Regions from separate parts of the Oryctolagus cuniculus genome. Here region 1 is linked to region 2. A link is a contact called in public Hi-C data. All regions are on one chromosome and are shown on one strand. Each heading gives the region's core, a stretch centred on a gene start, on an enhancer-like site or on the middle of the called end of the contact. The rest is flanking DNA. Distances are from core to core; before and after follow the strand shown.

Region 1 (4,790 bases), core at 42-2,541, 85 kb before region 2:
GAATTCAAAGTTGCAAATGTAGAAAAACATTTCGTCGTATTTTACTTCAGGCAGAAAATAAAAATCTAAGGAATAATTAGATGGATTTTATTAGTGCTAACTCAGTGGCCCTTTCCTAGATATCATAGAGATCTATAAGAATCATAGATATCATCATGGATGAGTCATCCTCTCTTGGTGTGCAGCACAGGCTTTGTCAGTAGTGAGAGCCCAGAGAAGAGCAAAGAATAAGGAATACATCTCTTTTCTCAGTTCACAAAGGGAAGGGTCACTGGTCCTTCAGAATCGTCAGAAATTACATGAAGTCCAGAATTAATATTGAAACCTACAAATAACTTGAAGCAGCACTTTAAAAATGCTATAATTTACTGTGGAGTAATTAGTTTTATTGTTGTTTATGGCAGCAATGTGTTAATTTAAGTGTTCTTATAGTCAAGAGTATCTGAAGTGACACAGTTTTAAATCATAGCAATAAGACAATAATGTACATCTGGTATATGGCATTGGACAATGTACACAACTCACCCTGCTCATGCCATCGGGTCCTGGGTGGGACGGGTGTCCGGGAGGCCCCGGAGCACCAGGCTGACCAGGAACACCAGGTTCTCCATCAATTCCTTGAGGCCCACGAGGACCCTGGGAAAACATGCCATAGATATTAGAACCCACTTCTAAATATGTACTTAGCAAAAAGCTAAAAGCACAGATTTCTTGATGGACATGGAGTGTCCATTCGTCTAAAGATAAGTGGCAATTTTATCACCTACTGTAACCTACTCAATTTCAGCACCGATGAAAATAACTACATCTTGGGATAAAGTCTCGGTGAGAAATTTTACTTGATATGTTAAATCTCTAGGAGTCAACTGTCTTGAAATAATCATACAATGACTTTCAGTTCACCAGGTTCTAAAATGAGCCTCCTAAGTTGAGCCTGGTTGTTCAAAATTATCTTTTGAACAACACAATTAAATTCATATCTCTGGATTATAACTCAACTAGTTATGTGCCTACTTCACCACCATCTCTGCCAAAAAACAAAAATGTGAAAATGTGAGGGCCCCTTAATTGTAATTTGTTGGTGATTTTCAACTATAAATGTTTAATGTTTTGTTTAGCTCCTGGTGCACAGAAGGCACTCAATATATAAATATGCCATTTTCACATTTCAGTCCTCTTGAGTACTGTAACTACAGCACTGTTTATTTTCCTTCCCACCACCAGAGGAAGACTAAACCAAGGAGAAATCTGAGGCAAAGGCACTGTTACCCAGCCAAGTCTAGTTCTCAGAGACATGAGCAATGACTTCCAGCAGCCAAGTCCCACCCTTCTCGTAACGCCCATTTGAAGACTGCTTGGGGAACTGCCACGTCCTCAGTTCTGGAAATGCTCAGTGCCTACCCTCATCGTCCCCAGCAGTCTTTGTTAAATATTTTCTGGCTTGTTAACCAAGAAGAGCCAGAAAGTTATTCTCATCTTTTAAAAATCAAACCTCCTATAACTCCTAAATCACTGACAGTTCACTTTACTCTTTTCATTAAACATAATAGAGGGTGATTTAAATTGCTGTCTAGGAGTGCTGGATCATATGAATGTAGATATTAATGGATCGTCTGACTTATTCATAGAACCTTGTATGGAAAATCCTCATAGTATTTTTGCAATCTTCAAATGTTAATTGATAATCAAGTATTATTATATACAAAAAGTGAGTTAAAAGATAATCTCTGCTCCCACTGAGGTTTCCAAAGATAAAACACACTATACTCAATGTCAGTGAAAGCAAAGAGAAGTTTCGGTATGTTAAACCTCAACACAGGCTGTGTCCCTCTCTAGCCTTCTGTGATGAACGATCATATTTCAAATCTGATCAAGAGAAAAATCTACTTTCTCAGACTTCACAATCCAGTCTGTGTTTTGATGGAATTCTTTTTTTTTTTTTTTTTTCTTCAGGAGCCAGGTGTTTCTCCTGGTCTCCCATGTGGGTGCAGGGCCCAAGTACTTGGGCCATCCTCCACTGCACTCCCAGGCCATAGCAGAGAGCTGGCCTGGAAGAGGGGCAACCGGGACATAATCCGGCGCCCCGACCGGGACTAGAACCCGGAGTGCCGGCGCCACAAGGCGGAGGATTAGCCTAGTGAGCCACGGCACCAGCCGATGGAATTCTTTTTAAATAACCTACATTATATAATCTTATATAATTGAAATTAAAGTTAATATAAATATATGACAACTATCCAAATTTCAATAAGTATAAACAAAATTGCCCATCAGAAAAAAAAATTAGAGTATACAAAAATATTTATTGGAAAATATTTAAAACAAATCACAATTTTAGAATCCATTTAAATGTTTTTATATTTCCAACTAAAATGAATCATATAATGTTTATTTTTAGATAAATATTATCATCATCACCTCCCATCCCCCAGAATATTCATTAATCTCAGACAGCAATCTACAATAAAAAAATGCTTGTAGATTGCCACTAGGTGGCGACGTGTAGACGTCCACAAGTAGAAAAGACTGACAGAATAGTCTAGAATTTTACTTACTGCTGGTTAATAGCCTCTCTCTCTATCTTCCCTTTTATGCCTCCCCCCATTCTCACATGTACATGATAAAATATTAGAACTGATAATTGGTTTATTTTCATGTTTTATAAATAAGGAAACTGATTCCTATAGAGGGTAGGTGTCTTGTAGAACTGGGGCTCAGCACACTGTCCATCTCCTGACAGGCTGTTGCTTGTCACGGTGAAGTTACTTGGACAGTGCACTTAAAACTGAGGACATGTGACGTGAGATCCCCATAATGATCACTGGCTGGTACTGAGAGTTTCATGAGAGTTTGTATCAGTAGCTCTCAATCTAGAGCAATTTTGCCCAGATTTGATGATATCAAAAGACAATATTAGTTTTCACAGATGAATGGGTGTTGGGGACCATCGCATCTAGTGAGTAGAAAACAGGAATGTTGCAGAATGTCCTACAATGGATAGGGAATTATCAAACCCGAAATACCAATAGTTCTGAGGTTGAGGAACTCTGCTGTACACTTTGTGAGCCTTTTATACTCTGTGATGGTAAACAGAAGAAAGGGGTATTTATGGTTGCAGTGCCACCCTATATTGTGATAATCTTAACTTTACTCCAGCTAAGCAGTTCTTAGAAGGCTTGGAATAGAGGCAAAACATTCTATGTATAGAGATTCTATCGCATCATACTGGTAGCTTGAAATCAGATTCTGGGACTATTTACACCAGGAAAATCGGCAGAAGCTATAAATCAAAAAGGACAAAAATTTTAAGAGAGTCAGTTGTTAAATACTTGCCATCATGCCCATGCTTAATGAGATTAAAAAGAGCAACAGATTTCCTACTTTGGTATCTTCTACAATAGTCTTTGTTAATTGCTCATGAATAATTATTTCCCCACTCTTTCCTTACACACATACACAAACACTCATACTCCACTCACATTATCACAGGCCTAACCAAGACAGGAAATGGATGACATCACAAGCTAAGTCAAGTCAGGAAGAGAAGAGAAGAGAAGTAAGAGTCACAGAGGAGATTTATTGGATCCTAACCAGGAATTCTGGAAGTCTGAAATTATTTCCTTGGTAACTTCCTCCCCACCCCCTGGAAATATGACCCAGTTTCTTACAATGTACAAGTACCTGATATAAAGTCTTTTCTGCATGAGCACCCATTCTCCATCCAACTACTATCATCTTCTACCAGACTCTCTGCAGACCTTGGGCAGGTGCCTGGAGACCTACTGGCAGTTTTTAAGCTACCAATACCAGTAAGGAAGCTCCACAGAACAGCAATGAAGGATGGGATATAAAACAGTCTGAATGAAGCCTTGTTGGACATCCTTATGGCTGTGTCCAACTTATTTGGGGCACTGTCATCACTCACATACCTATAGACTCCATCCTTGACTCTAGCTCCATTTGAGAAAAACATTGACATTATGTTATTTATTTAGTTAAATAAGTACAAGCATAAAACAGTATCAAAGATGAAACTTAGTACCAAAAGTACCTAGGGACATGATCTAAAATATTTTTTACCTCATTTATTTGTTCAAAGTTGTCCATTGATTCTGTATTCATCTATTTCTTCCACTTATTTATTTTCTTTAAGATTTGTTTTATTCATTTGAAGCCAGAGTTACAGACAGAGAGGAGAGAGGAGAAGGAGAGTTGACAGAGGAGAGAGGAGAGAGAGAGAGAGACAGAGAGAGAGAGAGAGAGAGATCTTCTAAACACTGATTCATTCCCCCAAACAGCTGCAATGCCTGAGGCTGGGCCAGGCCAAAGCCAGGAGCCAGGAACTGCATCCTGGCCTCCGTTGGGGATAGTAGGGGCCAGATACTTGGGCCATCTTCCACAGCTTTCTCAGGCACATTAGCAGGGAGCCAGGGAGCTAGAGTAGAAGCAGAGCATCTGGGACTTAAACCAGTACTCTGATATGGGGTTTCAGTTTCAAACAAGCAGGGCTTAACTCACTGTGCCAGAATGTCAGTTCCTATCTCTCTCATTGAGATATGAATAAATACATATTCAGGAGGCTTAAATCCATTTTAGAGTCAAATTTTAGTAGATATCGTTAGATAGAAAAGTGGACAACATGAAGTTTTCTGATTGAAACATAAGATTGGAGAAGGTATTTACCATAGTGGCTAAGATGCTCCTTGGGATACCCACACCCCATCTCAGAGTATCTGGGTTCAAATCCTAACCCTGCTCCCAATTTCGGCTTCCTTCTAATGGGCACCTTG
Region 2 (5,279 bases), core at 497-2,996:
CTTGGAGAAAAATGCACAGAAGCAGCTAGTTTATTTGATATACATGTATGGACACGTGTATCTGTGTGTGTGTGTGTATATATATATATATATTTGAAAGATAGCAACTGAAAATGTTAATGAATATGCTAAGTTTTAAAAGCTTGAGTTTAATGTTAAACATTTATAGAAATCTGTAATGGTATATTAAAAAGGAACACATATCTTTATTTGAATTTTCACTCCTCAAGAGTAAGGATTTAACAATCAGAGAAACCAGTTTAAATATTGTCTGTTCTATAATTCATGCGTTTTTGCTTAACTGTAACATATAACCCAACCCTAGTATATGCAAATCGCATAGGAAAAAATTCGTTAATCAGGCAAGATGTGTCTCTGAAAAAAACCAGAAAAAAAAAAAAAACACCCAAAACTTTGCTCTAAGGGATACTGCCCACACAAATAGCCCATGCCAAATAAGTTGTATATAAGGCATGCTGGTTTCCTGCTTCCCACCATCCAACTAGGGAACCACCGCTGTCCTGATGAGCGAGTCACTCGGGTGGGAAAATACCACTGTTTAAGAAATCTGGCTTCCATCAGCCTCTGTCAGAGAAATAAACGAGACTCCGGCTCAGTAAGCAAAAATGGCTTTAAGCTCACAAATGAAAATGGTGAAGAAGTGTAAGTCTGTAAAGAGAAAGGAACAGAAGACAAAGACAAAGGCAATTCAGAGCTATCAGAGTTGCTGCAAAGGTTTTTTTAAACAAAGAATTTTATGAAGCAGCTGAAGTTCAGTACAAAAAGACTCCACCCTACCCAGCTTCTGCAGCAACTTTTTCTTGCTCTGAAAACTCCAGCCCACAGAACGGAACTCCTCTAACGAAAACTGCCTTTAGGGCTCGGTTTTTAAACTCTCTTCTTTGAAACTTCCCACCCTTACACTAAAGCAAAAGAGCTTAATCGTCGACTTTCCCAGAAACACTTAGTAATGTACACTCTCCAATGGCAGACAGGGAATCTCCGAACTTAACAAACATCCCAATTGTCTTCTGAGCCGTTTCCCAGGTGCAAATCTGTCAGCCCCTTTCTCAAACTTCAAACCAGAACCTCCTCTTCATGCTCTTCCTGGGGCTTAACATTCCATCTCTTTCCCAAACCGTGCAATAAACATCACAAGCAAACTCACCGGCAAAATCGCCATCCTCGCCTTCTTCCTGGGCTTTTATTGAGACAAATTGCCCTAATAAAACAGTAAGAATGAGGAGAGGTCTTGCTTCCACCCAGTTTGCCATCATATCTAAATATTAGACATGTGGGTCCTCCTGGGCGTGAAAAGTCGATTCTAAGGTTATTGTAGCACCATGAAGGCAGCTGAGGGGTCCTCTCTCGGCACCAGCCCCAAGGCAGCCTCTGCAAACCCACTTTTTCAGCACCAGCTCCAGCACCGTCTGCGGAAACTTTTTTCAAGCGTTGCAGCTTTAAATAGGAAGAATGCTGCCTCCACTTCTTTTCCTGCCCCTTTTCAGCTTGTTCAGGCTCATAACCATCCAGTGTCTGCCAAGCAACGGTCTGATTGATGGTAAACAACCAAATCAGAACACGCGTCTCTGTGCCTTGAACTTGCCCTATTTCAGCTGTGTTTCAAGCATAGATGGGGCTTAATAACGGAAACAAACTTTTATTTCTTTCTTTTTATTTTACTAAGTCTGTTAGAAGCAAAGAATCCTATTCTTCCAGACTGCCCTTCCCCCAAACACACACCCCTTAACTTTTCCACTATTTGCTAAAAAAGACATTAGGGAGGAAATACAGCCCTTTAGCCCAGTTTTTAAGATTTAAATAATTCAGGACTCCCTTGTCCACCTTAAATCTTCAAAGGATCAATTTTAACCCTTTCGTTTAAGTACATAGGTAGGATTCTTGTTCCTTTCTCATATCCTGGTTTTTTTTTTTTTTTTTTCCTCAATATTATGAAAGGGCAATGTTAGAATGGAGCTCAGGTAAAATCTAGGTAAGGAAACTGTTTTAGGTGACTGAAATTGTGACAAATCATAATCTGAATTAAGAAAATATGAGAGGACTTCAAAAGTTTCATGGAAAATCTGTACTATAAAAAAAAAGCATGGATTTTTAAAAGTTTTGTGCCAAAATAAACTTTACTTTGAAATCAATTTTCCATAAACTCTTTCAAGTCCTTCATTGGTCCTCTCCTAATCTCTTCACATCCCCTGTTAATGGACCACATATGCAGGTTCCTCTTTTTTGTAGAAAGTTTTGTTTTGTTAGAAAAATAGTCTGCTAAGTCAGTGTAGAATGGGCAGTGCACTGAATTTGGAAGCAGCAAGGTTCAAACACCAGCTCTGCCACTCACCAATTTTGTAAATAAACCTACTCCTTTACTTCTGAACTCTCCAATTTACTCCCTTGAGAAAAGGACTTTGCCCTGACCAATGCTACAGAGTTGAGTGACACTAAAATGAACCATATATTATTAACTAAGTTCCAAATTACAAAGAGCTACATAAGCATAGATAGCAGTGTCATTAACCCTCAACCAGCTTTTTAGGAAATATGACAATCACACAAGCCTTTAAGTAGCACTATTTATAAACTTCTCTTCCAATTTCATGCTTACTAAGATCTTAATGATGTCAGCATTTTACATAAACCAATACATTTGCTACCTTGAATCCCCCTAGAATCAGAATGGATGTTCTATACCATACAGGTGAGTCAATCGCTCGTAATTATTTATCAGTGATTGGTACCTGGCACTGTACTAAGCAAAAGAAGGAAAGGATGACGCACACAACAATAAAAGGCCATCACCTTCAATGAACATATGTAGGTGCTGAGCAAATAAATTTACATGAAACAAAGATATATAAGCCACTGCATATACATATGTGTGGGACACAGTAAGCCCTGTATAAATTTAGCCAAAGGAGAGATTATAAAATGAGATTAGGTAAATAAAGCATTGATATTATGTTTCTTAATAGAAAAAACATATGCATTAAATTGAATTTTAGCTTTGAAGCTAAAATCTATAGAAACATTCCTGAGGTGGTCAATTTTCCAAGTCATTTCCAATTTTCTATTCCTATATCCCTCAGTATAACCTTACTTAGACACATCTCATTTTGATGACTTTTGTCACCACCACACCGTTCTCATGGAATACTCTGTTCCCACTTAAGAAATGGCCCGAGGACCAAAAATCACCCTTCTGCTAATCCTTTGTAGAATATCTGAGTGAATTCAGGACTTTGAAATGAACTTGCTAAATATTCAAACAGAATAACATGGAAATAAACAAATGCAAGCCAAGGAACGAAGTACCCTCTGAGCTTCCCAAGTTCTATTCTATTATGAAGTAATTTTAGACATCAACACAACACTGATACCAAAGAGTTGGCAAGATTTTCAACCATCTTGGTGTGGAACCTTACTGGAACACAGAGAAAATATACATTTGTAGAAAACCTGCAACTCTGAGAAACTATTCGCCATGTGGAGATCAGATCATCAAGTTATCAGTCTTACAGCAGTCAGTGGACATAACACTGCATACCTGCTCTGATCAGCACCTTAGGATCTGTTACTAAGAGAGTTATTATCAATACATTACATAGTTATTTTAAATTTATCAACATAATACACAGCTTACATGGAAAGATTTAAAACACAATGCATCTTCTCACAGTTCCCTCCAGTTTCTGCCACCTCTTTGCATCATACTAGAAACTCATAGTGTAATAGGGGTATAGCAAATATTGTATTTTGGGGGGCCAGCACTGTGGTGTAGTGGGTAAAAACGCCACCTGCAGTGCCAGCATCCCACATGGGTGCCAGTTCGAGTGCTGGCTGCTTCACTTCCAATTCAGCTCTCTGCTATGGCCTGGGAAAGCAGTGGAGGATGGCCCAAGTCCTTGGGCCCCTGCACCCACCTAGGAGACTCGGAAGAAGCTCCTTGCTCCTGGCTTTGGATTGTCACAGCTCCAGCTGTTGGGGCCATTTGGGGAGTGAACCTGCAAAGGTAAGACCTCTTCTCTCTCTCTTTCTCTCCCTCTCCCTCCCTCTCTCTCTCTCTGCCTCTCTTTCTCTGTGTAACTGTTCCAAATAAATAAATAAATATTTTTAAAAATTATTTTTAATATTTGTTTACTTGAAAGGTAGAATTACAGAGAGATGGGGCGGGGAGAGAAAGAGAGAAAGAGATCTTTTATCCATTGGTTTACTTCTCAAATGGTCACAACAGCCCAGGGCTGGAATATGCATAAGCCAGGAGTCTGGAACCCTAACTGGGTCTCCCACATGTGTGGCAGGGACAGAAGTACTTGGGTCATCTTCTGCTGTTTTCCCAAGTGCATTATCAGGGAGCTGGAACAGAAGTGGAGCAGCTAGGACTTGAACCAGCTCTTATATGGGATGCCAGCTTTGCAGGCAGCAGCTTAACCTCCTGTACCACAAGACCAGCCACTGCAAATGCATTCATGAGTGCTGAAATAAATCAATATTTTTATTGCCCTTGTGAGTCAAGTAATGAGTAGAGAAATATTTTGCAACTTGGCCTTTGCCTATAATTTTGACTTCAGGGTCCTACACTACCATTTAGAAATGTGTTTAATATCAGTAGATATGGTTGAATTAAGCATAGAGGATGGAAGTATTTCTTAGTCCCTGAAGAACAGACTATACCGTAATTGTTGAAGAAAGCTCAGAAATCTGTCTTAATTCCAAAAAGCCCATCTTAACTGTGTACATTTTATGATATGTTCCTAGTGGGTAAATGTTAATGAATTGTCATAGAAACCCTGAGAGCTACTTGTTATTTTTCTCAAAGCATATATAAGGAATTACAGTTCAAAGAATTTTACTTGTTCAAGTTTATGAATGACAAAATTGAGGATTCTACTTAGATGATATCTGACTTCCAATGATTGTTCTCTGGGCTTCCCAGCTCTTGGTTGACCTACCTCACAGGCTTCCAGCTTCAGGAATAAAGCTGTCTCAGCCCTTTTTAGGGGTGATACCTTTCTCTGGACTGCATCCCATCCCTTCAACCTCCTTCTAGACACTGCACATCATTGTCTTCTCTCTGCCTTCTACCTTCTTCCTCTCTTCCTGTATTAGTACCTCTCCTCTACCCTGTAAATCTGCTCTTCACTCACTGCTCATTGTTTAAAAGAAAGAGAGAGAGAGAGAGAGAGAGAGAGAGAGAAAGAAAGAAAGAAAGAAAGAAAGAAAGAAAGAAAGGAAGGAAGGAAGGAAGGAAGGAAGGAAGGAAGAAAGGA

Evidence for each region. A called contact is a pair of places that touch in the nucleus more often than the background predicts.
Region 1: a contact with region 2 is called in a Hi-C map of an unstated tissue, with 3 times the contacts expected there. The contact joins the enhancer-like site here to the promoter of COL5A2 in region 2. A contact is called at or near these places in 2 of 6 Hi-C or Micro-C datasets (psoas muscle and an unstated tissue).

The regions. Positions count from the first base shown.
Region 1 is chr3:51,299,717-51,304,506 of mOryCun1.1, reverse strand. It overlaps COL5A2 (collagen type V alpha 2 chain), which reads right to left. Exons shown (of 53, transcript XM_070070485.1): 6 at 526-636. Among named protein-coding and RNA genes, the nearest start is that of COL5A2, 84 kb to the right of the region's middle. Within about 2 kb of position 1,291, at least 3 of the 8 cell types and tissues checked have an H3K27ac peak or open chromatin away from gene starts, as enhancers often do.
Region 2 is chr3:51,214,220-51,219,498 of mOryCun1.1, reverse strand. COL5A2 (collagen type V alpha 2 chain) reads right to left here and starts at 1,746. Exons shown (of 53, transcript XM_070070485.1): 1 at 1,169-1,746. The coding sequence starts at 1,277.